Regions from separate parts of the Bos taurus genome. Here region 1 is linked to region 2. The links are chromatin contacts, called in public Hi-C maps. All regions are on one chromosome and are shown on one strand. The core of a region is the stretch at or near the end of the contact, and the rest is flanking DNA. Distances in the headings are between cores, read along the strand shown.

Region 1 (4,980 bases), core at 293-2,792, 110 kb before region 2:
CAACTAGCCTGGCTCTACCTGTCCTCAACAGTCTTAAGGAACAAAGAATCAGTTCCAAGGAGGCCCATCAGACCTTGTTACTAGAGACCTCTCTCTGGTGTACTCTTTCTCAAGATTCCCTGTCTCCTCCTTTTTGCAGCTGGTGATGCAAGATGGAGCCAGCCTCTGGGGAAACCCATGGGGGAACCAAACAGCCTTGGCAAGGCTTAGTCCTCCTGTTCTAGGCAGGGAAAAGGCCCTTTTCTCCCCTTCCTTTCTTTCCTTGGGTTTGACCCTCCCATCAGAATGGTAACATCAGGATGTGAACCTGAAGAAAATGCCCAGGAAAGTCCCTCATTGATTTTAGGAGATGGAAGCCTTGGTAGGCTTGTCAGTAGCCAAAAGGAGTTCCTCAAGTACTGTGGACTCTCCCAGCTCTGGATTTAGGGGCCCCACCAAACAGAGCTTAGTGATTAGGCCTGAAAGGTTCCTTCTCACTACTTACCTCTGGAACTAGTACAACCCAAACAGTGGCTTCAGGATTCATGATTCAAAGATTAAGGACCCTGAGTCCTAGTCAAATCTCTTCTGCATTGTCCAAACATGAGATAATGTCTCCTCTGGTAGTTTTTATAACTTGCCTTTTAAGATAGTTTTTTCATAGAAACACTCCTTACTAAACTAGAAACTAAAAGGCAAAGACTATGCCTTCCTTACTGTCTCTGTATCCCCTACCACAGGTTGTTAATATTCTACTCTAAATGTGAACAGTAATCTACCCATGCATCACATGATTACACTGGGACTGGAATAAAGTTTTTTTCTTTAATACCTTTAATAAATAAAGAGAACTCTGGTCCTGGGGAGATTTGAGAAATTTTCTGGCATCTTCCGAACTTTTGCATAATTGATAAATCCTCTGAGAAACAGGAGAAAGCCTAATTTAAAAAAGAAAAGTCAAGAATGAGTTTATAATTCGCATATTAAGCCCAGTCCCCAGAAATATCCCTCCTGATACCAAATACTTCATTTTTCTGTTATCAGAAAAGCTATCAAAACATAATTTCCTCTAAAAATTTCAAAGGATTTGATTTTACACCAAGTTTTCTATTTCTCAATGAGAACATACAATCTCAAGAGCCAAAAAAAAGTCTCTTTTGCGCATTCAGAATCTAATTTGTGTAAAAGAAAACAAAAAATAAGATGGGGCCAAACATTTACATCATTTACTTTTGGAAGTCTCACTGAGAAGCATCATCAAAACCTACTCTCCCTACCCACCCCAGGATCTTAGTTCCTCAACCAGGGACCAAGCCTAAGCAGTCAAAGTGCAGAGTCCTAACCAATGGACAGCCAGGAGTGCCAAAACCTTCTGAGCTCCCAAAAAGTATTCCAAGATAATTAACACGAAAAACAGAGAGGTTATAAACAGTGTTTTTCTCAAATAAAAAAATGTCATCCTTTCTTGTTATGGCTTCTTTTTTTTTCTGTCAACAGTACACAATGCTGTCCACTAGATGTCAGGCTGTCCTTACCTTTACAAGAATTCTGTCTCAACTCTAAATTCTATTTCTCTATTCTTAATTTAGGAGTCAGCAGGGAAGATGATGAGCTCCCTCCAGTGGTAGCTCACACACTGCTGGCCCTCCTCCTCCAGAGATGGCCCCTGGTCTTAAGACACATTTTTTTCAAATGGCTTTACAGAGCTATAATTTACATATCACAAAGCTTACCCATTTAATGTGTACAATTCACTGGCTTTTAGTAGTTAAAACTATAATCCAATTTCAGAATTCTTTATCGTCCCTAAAATTATCTGTACCCATTAGGTAGCCACTCCCCATTTCCTACCCTCCTCCCATCTCACCGGCTCTGAGCAATAACTTTCTTTTGGATATATTTTAAAATATACTCAAGCAGTGGAAGATGCTTTGCACTCAGTCAGAAATGATTTCTGGCAGCAACCAAGAGTCATCAGCACTGAGCACAGTGAAAACTACCCTGTTTGGCATCAAAATCATCGACAATACAACCTAACTCCAGTCAAAGGATGGGTGCCATGTGGGAATATAGGTCAGTTTTGCTAGATATTTCAATTTTAAAAAGGTAAAAAAATTCAGATATTTTATGTGAAAGTTCTTGGTTTTTATATGATGTGTGTGTTAAGTGTGTGTGTTAAATCACTCCAGTCTTGCCTAACTCTGCAACCCTATGCACTGCAGCCCATCAGGCTCCTCTGTGCATGGGATTTTCTAGGCAAGAATACTAGAGTGGGTTGCCATGCCCTCCTCCAGGAGATTTTCCTGACCAGGGATCGAACCCACATCTCATGTCTTCTGCATTGACAGGCAGGTTTTTTTTACCACTTGTGCCACCAGGGAAGCCCTTTTATAATGATAACTAAAAAAATAACTTCTGAAAGTAACTATGGAACATACAAGTCACAACTACAGGCTAGATGTAGCTTATGAGCTACCAGCTCATAGACCTGGTCTTTGCAGGAAACCATCCCCCCTTAAAAAAAAAACCAAAAACAGTAACAACAACAACAACAAAAGATTCTCTCTGCAAGGAGTTCCAAAAATGACTCAAACATTGGATCCAAATGTATGAAGTACATCTGAAGTCTCACCATTTTCTGCTTACCACTAAGCAGTAAGACAGCAAGAATGATCAATTACAAAGTACTATAAACTCATCTCCCATGAAACTTTAATATAGGAAGGAAATAAGCCTATTAGATTTTTTTAAATTATCTATGTTGTCAACAATCAACCTAAAATTATGCTTAATGGCTCTTCTTTGGCTTATTCAGGATTTGCTTAGACTTTAGGCTTGGGAGAAGATGAGGAGTCAGACTTTCTCTTAAAGATACAGTCTGGAGAATAAGCAAGTCAAGGAACTACTTCTCTAAAGTGACTCCCCTGTAGGTTGTTTTTTTAAATTATTAAGTTTCTCAGTAATCAAGACAAGAAGTAAAAATCACTATGTCTCTTTCCTTGGAATGCTGTGACTAAGAGTAGAATAAAATGATGCTACTGGGGAGGTAGGGGATGGCATCATGAATGACTTGTATTCTCTAAGTAAAATTTAGAGTCATCAGTGCATGACTCTGTTACCCAAGGCAAAGCAGGTAGGCCCTGAATATATGAAGCAGCTTTTGGTCATGGGCTCTACACTGTGCTAGCCAGACCCATTAGCAACCCTGGGAACCAAAGATCCAAACTGAGGAGATAACAAAAAGACCTGAGACAGAAGAAATGTTAGGATAGGAGAAAATGACGCCACAGAAGCAGAGTGAGACAATTATACCACCCTTAACAGCCACAAGATGCCCCTTCTATTTTCTTGTAGAATGATAGCAATGATGATGGTCTGATATTGTATCATACAAATTTTCTCTACAAAGAATGAGGAAGCCAACAGTATTCACCACACTGCTCATTTCTTTAAGATGTCTTGGAAAAAAGTTACACTAATAAGTACAATCTTAAGACCAACTACCTGAAATGGCCGGTATGTTTAAAAAAAAAAAAAAATCTTATTCTCATCAAGAGCAAACTAAAGAATTCTGGACAGCCAATGGTGGTTCTTCCAGAAGTTATGCAAGACAATATATTTTCTGTTTTCTACTGATATATTCAACTGAAGATAGGCCACATACACTCATGAGTAGTTCAGTAGGTAACAGTATACCTATAAGCAGTTTGGGGTTGAGCTTGTGAACCCTTTGAGGCAATAACTCACAAGGCGGGAAAAAATCTAAGGACTATAAAAAGTCATCTTATTGGTACACCCCTCTGGCTACATGGAAAATGTGACAAGTGTGTATGGATGGGTTAGGAAAAATTTACCACCACTAAGAGACATTCTATAAATATGTATGTTACTCTGATGGTGATAACAGCCTAACCTTTGACATATTTTTAAAATTATACTTATTATCACTAATATATTACTGTATAGTAGTAAGTGAGATGAAGGTTTACTAAAAGTAATTTTACTTCTAAAATTTAACATAATCTTTTCTCTCCTTTGTCTTTTTTAAAAGCACTTACCTAGAACCAGGAACACCCACCAGAGCCAGTACTGACCATCAAAATATCCAGGGAAGTAAGTGGAAAACTGAAAAATAAAGCAAAATACTTTAGAGAACCTCTGCAGATATTATTTCACATTTTAGCTTAAGAGTTTACAAAACACAAGATTTTACCTTGTACACAAATGCTGTTGCTCATTTAGTCTTACAAAAACTTCTAAAAATTTAGTCAAAGTATTTTATATAGTACAGATTTGAAATGATTACAATATTTGCTAATAAACTTCCTTTCGTGGAAAAGCAATCTTGAAATATGGTAGCTTTCAGCTTTACATACACCTTGTTTTGAAAGTGCTCAAACCTGTTTGTTTTTTTAAAAATATTTTTCCTCTTTTAGAAATATGTCTTTTTTAAAAAGAAATTTTATTTATTTTTGGCCTTGCGGGGTCTTCGCTGCTGTGCAGGCTTTCCTCTAGTTGTGAGAGCTGGGGCTGCTCTCCAGTTTCAGCACACGGGCTTCTCACTGTTGCGGCTTCTCTTGTTGCAAAGCACAGGCTCGAGAGCACGCAGGCTTCAGTAGTTGGTGGCCTGTGGGCTCAGTAGTTGAGTCTCCCTGGCTCTAGAGCACACGCTTATTAGTTGTGGCACATGGGCTTAGTTGCTCTGTGGCATGTGGGATCTTCCTGGATCAGGGATCAAACCTGTGTCTTCTGCATTGGCACACGGATTCTTTACCACTGAGCCACCAGGAAAGCCCCAGAAATATGTCTTGATGATACTTTCATTTTGCTTACACAGTGCCAAACTCAACTATATTTGGCCTCCTTTCTAATGATCCCTGATTTTGTTCCTGCCCTTTCAGCCATGCCTTGACCTTGGAAGCTTTACCATGTACATGATGATAATCCCATTCCTTTGCCAGGGACTATATAGGACATGATACTATTGTGGCCAGTGGGAAC
Region 2 (4,493 bases), core at 1,782-4,281:
TCTTCCTGATCCAGGAATCGAACCTGGGTCTCCTGCATTGTGGGCAGATCCTTTACCAACTGAGCTATGAGGGAAGTAGATGCTGTCAATAAGTGGCAGAGCAGAAATTCAAAACCAGATCAGCTTGTGTCTTCCCTCCACTACACCACACTATGTTTCCCTTATCCACCCAAAAATGGAGCTCTCCCCTTCTTAGATAGGAGACATTCCAAGATCCCAAGGAAATATTCTAATTTCAAAACATCATGCCATGACTTGGCAGGTCCTCTAAGAGCTAAGCAGGATTACCATATGACCCAGCAATCCACTCCTAGGTATATACCCAAAGACCTGACAACACCTACCCAAATGAGCACATGTACACACATGTTCACGGCTGCACTATAGCCACAAGAAGGAAACAGCCCAAATATCCACCAATGGATGGATGGGTAAACAAACTGGCAGATGCATGCAATGGAATCTGTTATTCAGCCATAAAGAGAAATGAAGCACTGACATGTTGCAACGTGAATAAAGCTTGAACATATACGGTACAGGAAAGACACCACACAGCAAAGGTCACATACTGTATGATTTCATTTATATGAAATAGCCAGAGTACATAAATTCACAGAGATAGAACACAAGAGTTGGGGGTTTTCAGCGTTGAGGGGAGGAGGAAATGGAGAAAAACTGCTTCATGGGTAGGGAGTTTCCTTTCGAGGGGATGAAAATGTTTTGGAACTAAATAGAGGTGATGATTACATAACAAGATGAGTGTTCTGAATGCCACTGAATTGTTCACTTTAACACGGTTAATTTTGTTATGTGAATTTTACCTCAATTTTTAAAAAAATCATATTCCAGGAGCTCTGAGGGCACTCAGGAACACCAAATGTTTCCCATGGCACTTATGCTTGCTGCTGTTCATGTGCTGGAGAAGTCCTCTTTTGGAGGAAGTTTGGTCAAACAGCTGGAGTACAGACAGCCTCAATTCAAACCCCAGATCAACTACTTATGTCATGAACTTGGGTGAATTTCTAAACCTCTGGATGCTGGTTTTTTCATCAGTAAAACTGCTACCTCGTAGGGTTGTTTTAAGGACTAAGTGAGATAATAATGCATGCAAAGCACTTGAACAATTCCTAGGACATGATAAATGCCCAGTAAATATCAGCTGCTATAATGATGATGATGGTCTGCTAAAGTGAGTTCACTGCTTCCAACCCCTCCATTTTCCAAAGTTTTCATCATATTTGCTCTCTAATACATTTTATGCTACAGAGATGTTTCTGCCAGGAAAGGAACTATTCTCCTCAGAGCAGACTGACTCCCAGCGAAGAGATCTCCAGCAATGAAATTCCAAAAATGTTCTGGAGGACCCTTCCCTCCTGGAAGTGAGCCCGACACAGAATCATTAGAGTGGTCCCTGTGCCCTCTGGCTGCCTGGGTAATTTAGTGCATTTATTGCTAGCTCTATTTCTCGGTGATTTGCTACGTGGGATGACAATGCTCCCCTCCTAGCACCAGGCTATTTCCTGTGCTCTGTGATGTGGCGATTTGGAGCTGTGGGAGACATCCCACGTAGCTGGTTGGCCAACTTCAGATATCCACCCTGGTCCAGATGGGTCACTAGGCTCAAAAAACATCCTGTCCACACCCTAATTATATCAAACCTGTGCCTCTCATCAATGCCTTAGGGCATACATTTGATTTTTTAAAAATAATCATTTGAAAAATGAAGCTACTTAGCAGCAGCAGCAACAATATATAAAAGAATATGCCATGAAAAGGAAGCCTCTTCTGCTCCCTGCCCTTCAGCCTCTCAGCCTTTCAGTTTTTCTCCTCCAAAATCATCATGACTGTTTCCTGTACACCCTTCCAGAGACAGGTTGCTCATACAAGAACATATATTTATTCCTCCTTCTATGACGCCCACGCATACTCTAGCACAAATGATACCATACAAGGAGTTGCCATCTTGTTTTCTTTTTTGAATACCATAACATTTATTAAGGAAATTAAATTCTTTTTTCAAAAGGCAAAAAAAAAAATCTTCCCAGAAATACAACTACAGGTCTGAATGGCCTCTCTGAGGAATCCTTGCAAATATTTAAGTGATACACTAATCATCACATCTTGTTTTCTTTTTAAAAATTAGCTATCACGGTAGTATTCATATTAGTTCATGGAACTCCATCTCTTTTTAATGGCTGCAATGTATTCCATCTAACAGGTATCCAAAGATTTATCCAGCCAGTTCACGACTGATTGATATTTAGGCTGTTTCCAGTATTTTCCTTTAACAAGCAGGCTACAATGAATGCCTTCCTAGAAGGAAATGAGAATTCAACTTCCTTCTGTTGAGGTGTGGCTTCCTCCTCTTCCCTTAGCACTTTGCTTATACAGTTGCCTATGGAGAAGGCAGTGGCAACCCACTCCAGTGTTCTTGCCTGGAGAATCCCAGCGGCGGGGGAGCCTGGTGGGCTGCCCTCTATGGGGTCACACAGAGTCGGACACGACTGAAGCGACTTAGCAGCAGCAGCATACAGACAGGACACGTTCATTACTTTGTCCTGTGTCCTGTACTGACTGTTAGGACACCCTGAATGTCTTGTATACAGCTTTTTTCAATAAATTACCAAAATACGTCACAGCTATTTTTCCTCCACAGTAATTGGTGCTTGAATCACTTAAATGGCAACACCAGCTGAAAAACGTATCTCCACAAATAAAGATTCAGGCAACCTCTTATGATCTCCTGCAGGTTTAGCGGAAGGAAATAAAACGGGTCACTGAGAATTAAATGTATTTATTTGCACATTCAGGAAAGGAAAACACTGTTCTTTGGCCATAGTCCCATGCCGTGAACAGTAACCACCGTTAATAAGAAACAACTGATTTTTTTCCCCTGAAAACCAGCCAATCAGCGACACCCTCACTTCAGTAACTATGCTTCTGCACGTGAGCAAATCCAGGCCGGCCCAAGCCTCCAAAAGCCAGCCAATCAGTGACAGTGTCCATGCTCCTAGACGACAGCCAATCAGCAAGCGTCTCACTCCCAGGACCTTTCTGGAAAACCAGCCAGCCAAAGGCAGCCTTGCTCCACGGATACATTAACACAGCTGAAAAGTCCTTACCTCCTGAAATCCTTTCTCTTCTGAAAATCCACTAGACCCCGCTCCCGGGCTTGGGCTTCCCAAATCAGCTCCGGCTTTGCTGGGGGGACTTTGCCTTAAAAGTGCAGTTCCCACTTTTAGGCAAACAGGAAGTTCACCTTAAAAAAACAAACCAGACGTTAAATCCAATGTATGTTAGTTTGCAGTTTTGCAGCCCTTTTAACGGTTGGACCCAGCTGTTTATAGTGAGAGTTTGAACCTGTGAATGACGGATGTACTCTCTCACAGCTGTGAGATTATCAATCTCTGATTCTTGCAGTGGTTTTTATTACTTTTTTCAACCTTCCAGAAATATTTTTTTTTTTCTTGAGGTGTAAGAGACATATAACATTAGTTTCAGGTGAGCAACATAATATTTTCTATTTATAAATATTGCAAAATGATCACAAGTCTAGTCAACAACTGTCAACATATAGTTAGAAAATTTTCTTTGTGATGAGGACTTTTCAGATTTACTCTTAGCAACTTTCAAATATGCGATAAAGTTTAAAGGCATCAGGCTTTACCTTACATCTCCATGACTTATTTACTTTATTGCTAGAAACTTGTACTTTTTGGCCCTTTTCACCCATTTCTCTTAATCCTTACTCCTTCACCTGTGGCAACCACCAATCTGTGCTCTGTGTCTGTGAGCCTGGTTTTTTGTTGTTTTAAATATGTGTCGTGGGCTATTTTGTCTTTGTTTTATTTCAGTTAGCATAATGCCCTCAAGGCCCATCCATTTTGTTGCCAATGGCAAGATTTCATTCTTTTTATGACTGAATAGTGTTCCATTGTGTAATCTATGCTGCATCATCTTTATTCATCCATTGATGGACACACAGGTTGTTTCTATATCTTGCCTATTGTAAGTAATGCTGCAGTGAACACAGGGTTGCATACATCTGTTCAAATTAGTGTTTTCATTTTCTTCAAATAAATACCTTGGAGTAGAATTGTGGGATCATATGGCAGTTCTGTTTTTTATTTTTTGAGGAACTTCCATACTGATTTCCATAATCGTTGCACCAATTTACATTACCACAAACAGTGCATGAGGATTCCCTTTTCTCCACATTCTCAGTAACATTTGTTGTTTCCCACAATAATAGTCATTCTGACAAGTGTGAGATGATACCTCATTGTGGTTTTGATTTGCATTTCCTGTTGATTTAGTGGTATTGAGTATCTTTTCATGTACCTATTGGCGATCTGTATACCTTATTTATAAAAAATCTATTCAGATCCTCTACCCATTTTTAAAAGGGGATTGTTTAGGCTTTTTTGCTATTTAGTTGTATGAGTTCCTTATATATTTTGAATATTAACACATCATCAGATATCTATTTTTGT

The links. Hi-C and Micro-C count contacts between places; a contact is called where the count stands out from the background.
Region 1: a Hi-C map of an unstated tissue shows a contact between it and region 2, with 4 times the contacts expected there. The contact joins two enhancer-like sites. A contact is called at or near these places in 3 of 11 Hi-C or Micro-C datasets (blastocyst, liver and an unstated tissue).

Annotation. Positions count from the first base shown.
Region 1 is chr7:53,191,628-53,196,607 of ARS-UCD2.0, reverse strand. NDFIP1 (Nedd4 family interacting protein 1) reads right to left here. Exons shown (of 13, transcript XM_059888770.1): 11 at 4,038-4,104; 12 at 812-917. The coding sequence ends at 814. Among named protein-coding and RNA genes, the nearest start is that of GNPDA1, 120 kb to the right of the region's middle. Within about 2 kb of position 1,542, at least 7 of the 102 cell types and tissues checked have an H3K27ac peak or open chromatin away from gene starts, as enhancers often do.
Region 2 is chr7:53,087,914-53,092,406 of ARS-UCD2.0, reverse strand. NDFIP1 (Nedd4 family interacting protein 1) reads right to left here. Exons shown (of 13, transcript XM_059888770.1): 2 at 3,123-4,493. Among named protein-coding and RNA genes, the nearest start is that of GNPDA1, 12 kb to the right of the region's middle. Within about 2 kb of position 3,031, at least 76 of the 102 cell types and tissues checked have an H3K27ac peak or open chromatin away from gene starts, as enhancers often do.